Linked DNA regions of Gossypium hirsutum: region 1 is linked to region 2. A link is a contact called in public Hi-C data. All regions are on one chromosome and are shown on one strand. Each heading gives the region's core, a stretch centred on a gene start, on an enhancer-like site or on the middle of the called end of the contact. The rest is flanking DNA. Distances are from core to core; before and after follow the strand shown.

Region 1 (6,309 bases), core at 1,966-4,465, 120 kb after region 2:
CTTAGAAAGTGCCAAAATGAGACGACGATGTCAAACGGATTGCGGGTTATATAAACAATCCGACAATATGAACGTTTGATGGAATCGGCTAGCATTGGATACGGAAGATGAGTAGCAAACAACCTTGGGGATGGGATATTAGAAAGATCAGGATTAGGGCTTTCCCTATAAATATTGACCTCAAAATGTGAAATTAGATGACGAGGATTTGCAGAGTTCAAAGGGGTATTTGAGAGCGTATAAAAATGACGGTTGACAATTGTAAACACCAAAGCCTTGAGCCAAGTGGTGCCAGCTTTGGGCTTAGAGGCAACAATTATATCTTCACCTAGAGCCTGGAAATATTTCTGAAATGAGACTATGGATGAAATGGGAGCAATGCGAGAGGGGATCCAAAAGCCTTGGCATTGGGTTAAACCTGACGCAGAAGGTGAGATATTTGGGGTGGATGATGCCAGGCTACTTTTCTTGCTCTCCATGATATTGTAATTCCAATGATTCAAAAGAATCAGTATATATAATATTCTTGCTCAAAAATCACAGGTGTTGTAATAAAGGGTTTTTTTTTTATGTCTATTTATTAGTTTAATTACGTCTTCCAATGGTTAAATAACTGAAAAACACAACATTTTTGAAGATTAGTTTATTAGCATTTGGTGGATGACACCACGTTCGTGGTAGGTGCAATTAAGTAATTGGCTTTGGATAGTACAAATTTGATTATTTTATAACACTAGAATCATCATAATAAATTAATGATTACGTCTGAAATGTATGAGGTTTTCATTTTCCTTTAAATTTATGTTCATCATAAATAAAATATTTTTACTAAGATGTCAATTAAATTATTTATGGCACGTTTGATTGATATGAATAACTAATCAATTTAGGGTTGATTCAATGAATAATATTAACTTATGTGTTTGATTCACTAGAATATCATTTAACCGAATAACTTATTACAATCAAATCATAAATACAGTTGCAATATTCATTCAGAGCTCACCCCTAAAATTAACCTATTTAAACCACAAGGAATAACCTCAAAAGATTTATTCCCAAAATACTCACGGTACCATCGTTCACAAAAACTCAAATTTTAACAAAATACAAAACCAAAAAAATTCATAATTGAAAAATATAACAAACCAAAAAAGTTCATATAAATCAGAATACCAAATAAAAAATATTTCATAATTTCTCTCTCCCAAGATTTTGGTTATGCATTTAAAAAACATTTAAGATGCTCAAAATTTACAAAAGTGAAAGAGGAGAAAAGGAGGAAGAAGACATAATAAATTTTTTCAATTTCTTTTGTAGATTTATAAATTTTTGGTGATATTTAAAGAAAAATAATTGAAAAAAATGAATTGTTGAGTTTGAAAAGTTGGAAGAGATGAAGTTAGGAACTTTTTTGGGTAAGATTATGACGATCAACAATGGTGGTCACGATGGCCGAAGGTGGAGTCATCAGAAACTAGAAAGAAGCTAATTTTTTCTGGGTTTTTCTAGGTTCAGTAGAGAGAAAATGAACCGGTTGAGAAAGGATTAAAATAATTAATTATACTCTTTTAAAAAATAACATAATTAATTATACAAAATTTCAATTTTAATCATATTAAATAATTAATAAGATTAAATTTAAAAATAAACTTTAAAAATTGTTAAAACATATTCATATATAAACTGAAATAGATAAAAATATAATATGACAAAACCAAAATATAACATGCCATAAAAATAACAAAAACACCACATGAATTCATGAATTTACAAAAATCTATATATAAGAATTAAGCGACCGGCGGACGCGAGACTCAATCATCTAATGGTCCTATTTGAAATATATGTGTGTGTTTAAATTTGTTATTTGTTTTTAAGTTTTAAGTTTGAATGGTTGATAGTTTTTAGACTTATTTATGTATCGATTAAACCAACTTTAAGTGCGTCTATTTTCCGGTAAATTCATTTGACATCCGAGACTTAATCTTTCCATTTAGGTCAAGTTTAGGGTGTTACAATTAAATTCCAAAATTATTAGATATTATTTATTTTTAAAATATCTACATGCAATAAATTAGACATCATCTAAGCAAAGCAAGAATATTCTTGTTAATTGGAGTGGTAATGCCAAATTCATCACATACATATAGAATTGTCCATAACTTTGCCATTCATGGAATTTTCGACCTTTGCTTGAGTTTGAATCTCTATTCATTATATATTCTATTCGTAAATGATAAATATAATTAAAATTTATTTATATATATTATACATTTGATTTAAATTTAATTAAAATATTATTTTTAATTATTAAGTAATAATTATTGATTAAATCTTAACTCGATTGACATGAACAATGTAGATCCTATTTATAAGTTGACCTGAACGACTTAAAGCTCTAGGGAAATTTTCAAAATTTTGGGCCCACACGACCAACGTGGCCAGCCTGTACGGCTCACATAGCCTAAAATACGGCCTCACACATGTCCGTGTAGCCACATGGCCCAATTGGTCCAGATCGTGTGACTTAGCAATTTCACAAACGATCTATCACATAGCCTATCACACGATCATATGACGTCGACAGTACAAATTTTCAACTTTCATCGTTCGCTGATTTTTAAGTTTTTCATTATAAACTTGGGTATTTTTTTATGTCAGATTTAGTAACAAATAATCCAGTACCTAAATTAACTATATATACGAATTAGTTAACACGATTCCTCCACCCCAAACATTAATTCAGTAATCAAATTCGACGAAATCAATGTCATACGAAGTCACTACAGAAAAATCAGTCCCAACGCAGCGAATAACCACTTAACCCAGCGAAGATAGCTGCTCACCAACAGGTTCTAACTTGGTCGGAAAATTGTTTGTCTCATGGACTACTTCACCTAAAAGACCCAAAAGATTAAAAACGAAATTAGTAACCATTAAAAAAATTTAAAAAAATTGCGCCCAAGAACCAGCTAAACCTTATTAATGGAAATAATGTCACTTACGCCAACAACCGAGTTATCAAAAGTGAAACTGACACCCACCACCGAAATTGAATACCACAAGAAAGTGGGGGAACAAAATCAAGAAAAGAAGAAAGAAAATTGATGTCCCTCATTTGCTAATAACCACGCGAAAAGGGAGAGCAAACAAAACAAAAGTAAATTGACTAGAATAGAGGAATAAAAATTGAAAAGTAGCGGGGAATAGTACAATGAGAGAATGAAATTCTTGGCAGTTTCAAAGAGTCCAAAAATTAAAAGAAGAAATGGGAAAAGTGGGGTTATGGGACGGCCAAAAAAGGAAGGTTGTTGAGATACTAAATCTTTTTTTTTTTAAAAGAAAAAACAAGATAAATAAAATCAAATCCAACAGACTGCAGTAATTTTACAAAATATAATTGAATTTACCTATTAACCTATATTTAATATGCTTTAAATTAATTAAGCCGACCACAGTATAATCTAAAGTCCTTCCTCAAATAATGTCTTGCAAAAATATAATCATGTCGTCTCGATAAAAAAAAATAATAATGCAATAATAATGGAGTCCTGTCCCCACCGTTATCACGAGTCTGAGACTTTTGTGCAGAATTTTCGACCAAAAATTTAAATATGATAATTTAGATGTATTATTATATAAATATCCAAATTAAATTATAAAATTATTATTAAAATATGTTTCTAATTTATATTTTTTTACATTTAAAATTTAAAAATTTATATTTAATACAATAAAATATTTATTATATTTATCATAGTGTTTTTAATATAAATATTTTTTAATGTGTTAGAAAATTTTTATTTTAGCTTTTTTTAATACTTTTAGTATATTTGTATTTAAAAAAATTATAAATAAATTTAAATAAAAATAATTTAAAAAGAATCAAATATAGGCTAGTCGGAGCATTATTCGGATTTACTTTTCTTAAATCGGGTCACGCTTGGGCAAAAAAGTAAGCCCATTTTTCGAACCAGGTTGGACGAAGGCTTGAAAAAATGGTTTAAATATTTTGCATAGACGTGGCCAAACCCATGAGCACCTCTAGCCATAGCCAAATGGACCGACAATTTACTTATATTTTTTCTCAATAAGTATAAATACTAAAAATTATTTTAGTTATATTATATGTAAAAATTAATATAAAATTATTTTTAATATATTATTTTAATAGTAAAATGGGTTGACAGTCGAATTATATCTGGGCTTGGACAAGAAGGTTTTGTAAGACTCAACCCATAAGTTATTTCCAAAAAGTAAAATATTACATGCTCACATATTAAAGATCTGATAAGTTAAAGAACGTCAAGTATATAAACCATTATTTAAATGAAATATGGATGCAGAATTTTGTCACTAAGGTACCAATTGTGACAAAATTATAGTCTTTATTTCAGTAATGCATATAGACTTTAAATTTTTTGTTGTTAAAATTAGAGTCCAAAGTGGTTAGGAGTCTATAAAACATATTAGGACAAACTTCATGATTGTAGATCCGCTTACTAAGAGATTATCAACCAAGGTTTTTCATAAGCATACTAACTCATATAGATGTAATGTCATTTGAGAATATTCAATTTCCGTTATAAACACATTTTTCAATTTCTTTTTACAGATACTAAAAATATTTCTACAAAGATAAATTTTATTTGATTTATTCACACTCTAATTTTGATAAAATTAGTCTCACTAAGTGTTAAAAGATTCTTTTTATCTTAGAACTCAAAAATAAATTATTGATTTCAATGACTGTATTTTATTTTCAATAAGTATACACAATATGAGGCTATTTCACTCTTTTAACCTAAAAAATTTTGATATTTACAGAAATGGCCCTGGTTCAAAAATATTCATCCAAATGACCTGAAATGAACAGTATATTTGGGTTTTGGGAACCCAATGGTTGGCACCCCATAGTATTTTGGCCCTATGATTGCCTAATGATTGAATCAAGCTTTAAAAAAAATGATTTTTTTTTTAATTTTGGGACATGAATGGTTGGCACAAGGGTATTTTTTTAAAACCGTATGATACTGGAATATTGAAATACCAATATTTGAAAAAAAAATTTGGGTTATGACCATCTAATGGCCGGCACCAGAGTACTTTTTTTTAAAAAAAATTTGGTGCTGGCCATCTCGCGTCTCAAGACAATTTTTTTTCCTTGGGGACATTGATGGCTAGCACTAATTTTTTCGAGTCCCAAAATTTTTTTTTGGGACACTGATGGTCGACACCAACTTTATCAAGTTAAAAAAAATTAGTTTTGGAACAGTGATGGTCGGCACCAACTTTATCATATATATATATAGGTGTTTTGTCTTCCATTTGATTTTTTGTTTGCTTTATTAGTTGAAAATAAAGATTAAAAACATCAGTTTTTTCTTTGCTAAGAAGGAAGTAACAATTTTTGAATATGAGTTCCCAGATTTTGTTTGTTTATGTTCATTTCGATAGAGAAATTATAAATACAACTGAAGAAGGTTGTGTCTTTCAATAGGAATGAGATTCAACAAACGTGTTTTGCTGGCGGATTTAAAACGAAAAATCAGCACAAAGATAGCTACCTGGTGTGGGAAGCAAACGTTGAGACTGTTTTACAAATTTTCAGTTTCAACAAATCCGCTCAAGTTCTCAGAAATGGAGATTGAAGACAATAATGATCTAGGGAAAATGATAGCAATTTATTGCCCCCTTAAGATGGATAGTCCCAACTTGGTTGAGTTGTTCATGGAGATAGCTAAATCAGATCACATTCAAGTTGTAATTCCAGCAAGCCAGCGTTCTGGAATTGATTTTGATCTTAACATCTGCTGGGAAGATCAGTCGGGTTGTGGAGGGTCAATGCCAACTCCTGAAAATCCAAGCACCAATGGTTGTTCATATAATATCCCAAACTCGTGTACTCATCTAGAGATCCATCCAGAGGTGTTGGCTACCATAAAAGATGGTGATAAAGGGTCCGATAATGATGACCAGTCCCATAGTGATCTTAATGATGATTTCAGTGACCCTGATTTGGATGACATCCCTGAAGACATAGATGTGGAAGGCTCAGTGGAGGGTGAAAATGTAAACCCCCATCCGGTCGAAAACACGGGCCCTACTATAATTATAAGGAATAATCCAAGGTCCTTTATGACCTACATGGATCCTGATACGACTCTTGCATGCGAGTTCCCAGAATATCCAAACATTGTGCCAAATCACCTACTTGATGAAGAATTCGACGGTGAAGAGTTGTTTGTAGGACAAAGACTATTTACATGCAATAAAACAACTTAGCTTGAAGTTAGGTGTGGACTA
Region 2 (6,183 bases), core at 3,437-5,936:
ATATTAAAGATTACGCTAGCCGCTAGAGTTGCTAAGCCCAAAAAAAACAGCAAAAGAACTAGGAAAAAAAAGCTATTATTACAAAAAGAAAAGTAAAATTCAGAACCAAAAAAAAAATTTCTTTTGTGCTTCTGAAAATGGAGAATTATCATTCAAGAATGCAAGGAAGCTTACAAATTCAGGGCTTGAAATTCGGTTAGGATCGTATCTACAGATCCAGTGAAGAAAAAAACCTTTTAACGGATCGAGAACAAGAAAAAAAAACAGTGAGAAAGCAACAGAAAAAAATTCCTTCTTTATTTTTTTATATTCTCGTTAAGAACAAGTCAAAGAACCCAAAAATCTTCCCTCTTTCTTTCTTATATGTAATTTTATCTCTCTGATTTTGGGCCTCTTTTTGTGGAAACCCTAATCAAGGAAGGATCTTTTTCTCTGTAGCGCGGGAAAATTAACCAACATAACATCATGATAGCATTCACATGCACATGACATGCGTGACTATCCAGTTATATTTTGACACCTCATGATGTAGGACTGGCCTTTTGGCGCCAAAATTGCTTAACGCCACGCCGTGACGAGGTTTCCCGCTTTGCAAAGTTAGGGAAGCGGTCTCCGTTACGATGATGTTTAATGGAATAGTTTTTGGGTTGGGTTCCGCCCAGCCGTTCACCGGTCTTGCAATTGGGCTCTTTGATTTAAGTCATTACTTTGAACGAAAATATTTTGGCTTAATCACAAATTTGGCCACTAATATTTGCATATTTTGTCAAAATGGTTTTAATTGTGGAAAATAATAAGATAAATATGTAATATATTAAATTAAAAAACAACACTTAATTTAAAGAAAATAAACATAATTATCTAAAACAAATTAACTCTATGAAAAACTTCTCAATAAACAAACATATGAAAAATTAAAATCTTTGGAAAGAAAAGAAAATTTGAAACCTTGAATTTATTCATTAAATATATTAGAAAAAGCATATTGGAGAAAATAACAAAGGTTAATGATAAAAAAAATGCTCAAAATACAGTTAAGGTTATTTTGACAAAACATACAAACATTAATGGCCAAATTTATCATTAAGCCAAATATTTTTGTTGAATATTCTTTTGTTTATAACTTTTTTTTTGTGTGTGTGTTTTATATCTGAATTTTAATTTTTTTCGCTTAAATTAAACTAGATTTTATGATGACTCAAATAAAATATTTTATGTTAAAAATATTTTTTTTAAAATTATTGACTAATAAATATACGTGGAGTATTAATAAATTTATATTTTATTACTATTGAACATGTATACTATCATTATATTTATAATTTTTAATTCGTTTATTTAAGGATAATATAAAAGTATGAAAAACAAAAATTCCATCATAATAATATTAACTATAATTTAAAATCATAGTTATTTATGTAATTTCATAACCGAATTGAAAGGGTGAATACTATAGATATTTTTTTCTTGATGAATATTTAATGAATTTTTTCATAGGCATTAAACAAACAAGTTCACAAGTAGACTTGTTCGAGGGCTGGGTAGCCCACCCGTCGGGTCGGGTTTGGACAATAATTTTTTTCACTTTGAGCCAGCTCGATTCGGCCCAAATTTAATTTAAATAATATTTTATGTTTTTAGTAGTAAAACAGAATTTAATGGTAAGCTAAGTCGACCTAAAAGCAAATTTGGACTTGAAAATTATTTTGAAATCCAGCCTCAAACCGATTCGGACCCATAAACACCTTTATTCATAAAGGAATTTGTTGATAAACTTAAATAATTTTTCTTTAAATTGAATTATAAAAAAATATAAATATTAATTAAATTGTTTTTTAACAATAAATTCAGGCACCCACGTGCAAGAATCACGTGGCTCTCATCTCATGGACATGTAGTGGAGGTGTAGAACTAGAACCAAGCAAACTTATCCTTTACTATCAATAGGCACAAAAGTTAATTTAATTGATGCCTTAAGAAGAAGAAATTGACATGGAAAAGATCAAAATTCATTTTTGGATGCACATTTGCGTTCTCGCGTCTAACAAGGATCATTTGTCCTTTCACTCTTTTTTGCGCCATGCAACTTCATGTGCTTACTTCCTCACATGTTCGCTTCTTTTTTAAACCTATATAAATTTATTTATACATCAGTTTTAAAATATTTTATAATTAAATTCATATAAAAATATTTTAAAATATGATTAATTTTTATAAAAAGAGAAAAAAACATGTAATATTCATTAAACAGTACCCTAAATATTAATATAATAAAAAGTATTTTGCAAATTTTACATAATTTTAAAAAATAATTATTTATTTACTATCAATGTATCATTTATATTAATTTTATGGTTCATGAAAATTAATTCGTTCCACATTTAAAATTACTACTTCTAATAATGTATGAATTTTATACTGACATATCTTATTATTATTGCGCTCAACAATTATTTATAAAAATCAATTCCCTATACCTTACCGACTGCCATCCACCTTTCTTAAAAAAGAAAAACTTCAAACGTTAGGAAAACCTATTTAAATAGTTCAATATTAATTTTTTTCATAAAATAATTAATTATTATATTATTTTAAATTGAAATATGAAATGTAAAATATTTTTTTATAAATTAGTTAAATAATTAAAATTATATTTTTTTCACATGTATAAATATTTTTATAAAATTTACAAATTTTATATTCAATTAATTTATAATTTAAAATTATTTAACAAAATTTTCATTGAAAATATTGGGTTTTTTTAATATTTATTAAGTAAACAACAAAGATAAAATATGTTGGTAAAAATAAGCTTATAAATTAATTAAAATACTTAAAAAAAGTTTTGAGTTTTTTTATAAGTATTAATTAATTTATAATTTATATTTTTAACACCTATAAATATTATAACTCAAATTATAACTAAAAAGGAAGGCTCCAACACTCGTCCACCCTTTTTTATTTTTTTGCCATTTCAATTATAATGGTAAAATATCAGTTTTGATCCCTTTATTATACTCAAATTTAATATTTAATCTTTATATTTTTATTTGATATAATTTAATTATCTACTTTTATAATAATATTAGGTAGTCCAAATAATTAAAATTTTTAGTTATTCTAATTAATTTTTTTAATCTATTTTTTAAAAGAAAGTTCTATTCAATAATAGCTTGGCATAATGGATTGAAACAACTGTTATGAAAAAACTTCACATCAGCTACTAAAAAATATCCACAGTGTTAATTATTTGGACTAATTAATGGCACAAGTCTTCTTTTTTTTTAGTCATTATAAGATAATGATAAATTTGTAATTTTGATCTCTCTATTACGCTCACATTTGAGATTTATTATTTATATTTTAATTTAACATAATTTTATCTTCTACTTTTATAATAACATTAGTTAACCCAAATAATTAATCTACTTAACTATATGATTAGGTGAATTTTTCTTTAAAACACCTTTCTAACACTATATATATAAATTTCTACATGAAGTGGGAATAAGAAAAAATTTGACCTCAACGTTCTTAACTTCAACTAATTAATCATATTGTATAGAGAAACCAATTTATATAAAAATTATAAATATATACTACGTTCTAAATTTAAACATAATAGAGAGACGATTACCATAATTTGATCTAAAACAATCTATGCCGAATATAATTATTGATATTTTTTATTTAATAAAATGGTAATTATTTGGTACAAGGGCAGTGGAAAATTTTAACTCTACAAGCATAGGCAAATTTAGGGGGGCTGGGTTGTTATTTAGGCCCTTAAAAATTTTTTAAAAAACTTTTAAATTAGTAAAGGTAAAATTGTACTTTGGCCCCCTAAAATTATAAAAAAAATTGATTTAATCCTTTAAAAATTATAAAGATATAAATTATAAAAAATTAAAATTTCATTCGACTCTCTAAAAATTTGTTCTAACTTCGCTCCTGTCTACAAGAGGATTGAGATTTTACCACATGTCTTGTCAATAATTTTATAAAAAAATTGTTTTTTATTTAATTTATTTGGTATAGGTGGTTATATATTTGTGGAAAATGAATGGGAGATAACAAACTAATATTTACTAAAAATTAAAATATATATATATGTGTGTGTGTGTGTCATGTAATAAAAAAGTGTGTTTGAATGAAAAGTATTCATGTTTCATTATTGATATTAACTACTTGTCGTTTACATCATTTATCATTTATTAAATTTTGGTTAATATATGTAATAGGTTATTATACTTTTCATAAACATGCAATTTAGTTTATATACTTTTATTTTTAGAAATTTAGCTCCTCTACTTTCAAATTTCAAAGTTTAGATTCAATTGTTACCGTTGTTTATTTTTTTGTTAAATTTATTAATGTGACATTTTGAAATTAAAAAAAAAACTTCACTTGACAGTATAATTAAAAGAAATGGCTTTTGTAATGAATCTGAATTTAACAAAATAAATTTAATAGTGTTAATAATTTTTGGGTAAATTACACCAACAATCACTCAACTTTGGAGTAACCGATAAAACAATCACTCAACTTTTGAAAAATAACAAAACAGTCACCACTAACCATTTTTCATTACAAACATAACAGAGCTACCATTTTCTGTTACAAACGTAATGGAGGTACCATTTTTCATTACAGTTTCACTACTGACTTAACCAAACTACCATTTTCCATCCCCCTCCCATCCCTCTCCCTCTTCTCCACCATCCCCCTACTTTGATTCTCTCTCCCTCTCCGCATCTTCCTCACTATCCTTCCTCCTACTCTGATTCTTTCCCTTTCCCCTACCATCCTTTTGCTAACCGTTTCACTCTCCCTCAGCGTTCCTTTCCCTTTCCATTTTCTATCTTTCTGCCTATTGCTACCAATTTTAAACTAATTTAACAACAAATTCTTCAACGTCGTTTTTGTTTGGAACCCTGCACCTGCAGGTCGATTCAAGTTTCCCTTTTGATGTGTTTTTATATTATTTCAATTCTCCATCAATTTTATTTGTTCTTCTAATTTATTTTTAATTTAATCAAATTTATTAACTTTTTGTTTTCTTTTACTTCAAAAATTAGGGCTTTCCTTCCCCTTTTCCACAATTGAATTTGTTTCACTCTTTTTCATATTCTGTTTTAGAGTTTACATAGCTTTTAATTTGAAACCAAAATAAAACCAATCTTTTCCTTATTTTTTTTCTTACCGTTCGGGAACTGTGGATTCTTAAGCTTCTTGCTTCTTATTAAGGTTGGTTATTTTTTGTGCAAATGAGGCTAATGCCTACAGTAATTGTTTATATTATCAATTAGGGCTTTAGATTTTATTTTTGGTTTGTTTGAAATGATTATCCTTTTGATTGTATTTGTTGTTTCTTTATGATCATCTCAAATTTATTGGACTATAGCTCTTTGGGGGTTGTTTCAATTGATTTTGGCCTTTTATTTTGATCATTGTCATTGTTGAATGCTCAATATGTTTTAGTCATTTGGTTGACAAAAGCTTCGTTTTCACGAAAATTGTGCTTTTTAATTGCAACTTATATTGCTCAGGTGCGTTTCCAAACATGTTAGACTGATTTTGTTTTCAACTTTTCTTGATCCCTACCTACATGAATTCTATTTGATCCATAACCTTCGTTATCTGTGATAGATTTGTGGTCATAATAAGCAGCAGTGCGATTCAGACTCAAGCATTTGCTTTTATGTTTATTGGTCGCCATTTCTCTCCTTTATTGCATTACAATAGATGGTCAAAATGTAATTTCACTAAGCATTAGAGCTATCTATAAGAATGTTGGGGATACAATTATAGATGACATTGGTATAGAGAAAGTCATAACTTTAAAGGATAATGACAACGAATTGAATGACTGGAAGGGTAGTTACCGCAAAGTTTTTGTGTCCACAATCATGCTTTTTACGTTAGCAATGGCTGCAACAACTAGTTTAGGTGTAGCTCTGTTTTTCTTTGTGGGAAGGCAAAGGGACAAATGGACAGGGTTAGTAAAAGGACGACAGGGGAGAGGGAAAGAATCAGAGTAGGAGAAGGGATGGTGGGGAAGACAAGGATAGGGAGAGAGAATCAGAGTAGGGGGGATGGTGGGGAAGAGGGAGAGGGATGGGCGGGAGATGGAAAACGGTAGTTTGGTTAAGTTTGTAATAAAACTATAACGGAAAATAATTA

The links. Hi-C and Micro-C count contacts between places; a contact is called where the count stands out from the background.
Region 1: a Hi-C map of leaf shows a contact between it and region 2, with 1.5 times the contacts expected there. The contact joins the enhancer-like site here to the promoter of LOC107904398 in region 2. A contact is called at or near these places in 5 of 34 Hi-C or Micro-C datasets (leaf and petal).

What each region holds. Positions count from the first base shown.
Region 1 is chrA05:34,231,301-34,237,609 of Gossypium_hirsutum_v2.1, forward strand. No RefSeq gene overlaps it. Among protein-coding and RNA genes, the nearest start is that of LOC121228916, 53 kb to the left of the region's middle. Within about 2 kb of position 3,216, at least 5 of the 9 cell types and tissues checked have an H3K27ac peak or open chromatin away from gene starts, as enhancers often do. A contact at or near this core is called in leaf, where this site is marked.
Region 2 is chrA05:34,112,316-34,118,498 of Gossypium_hirsutum_v2.1, forward strand. LOC107904398 (protein LNK3) reads left to right here and starts at 4,687. Exons shown (of 6, transcript XM_041112283.1): 1 at 4,687-6,183. It overlaps LOC107904399 (retinoblastoma-related protein), which reads right to left and starts at 454. Exons shown (of 19, transcript XM_041112280.1): 1 at 175-454.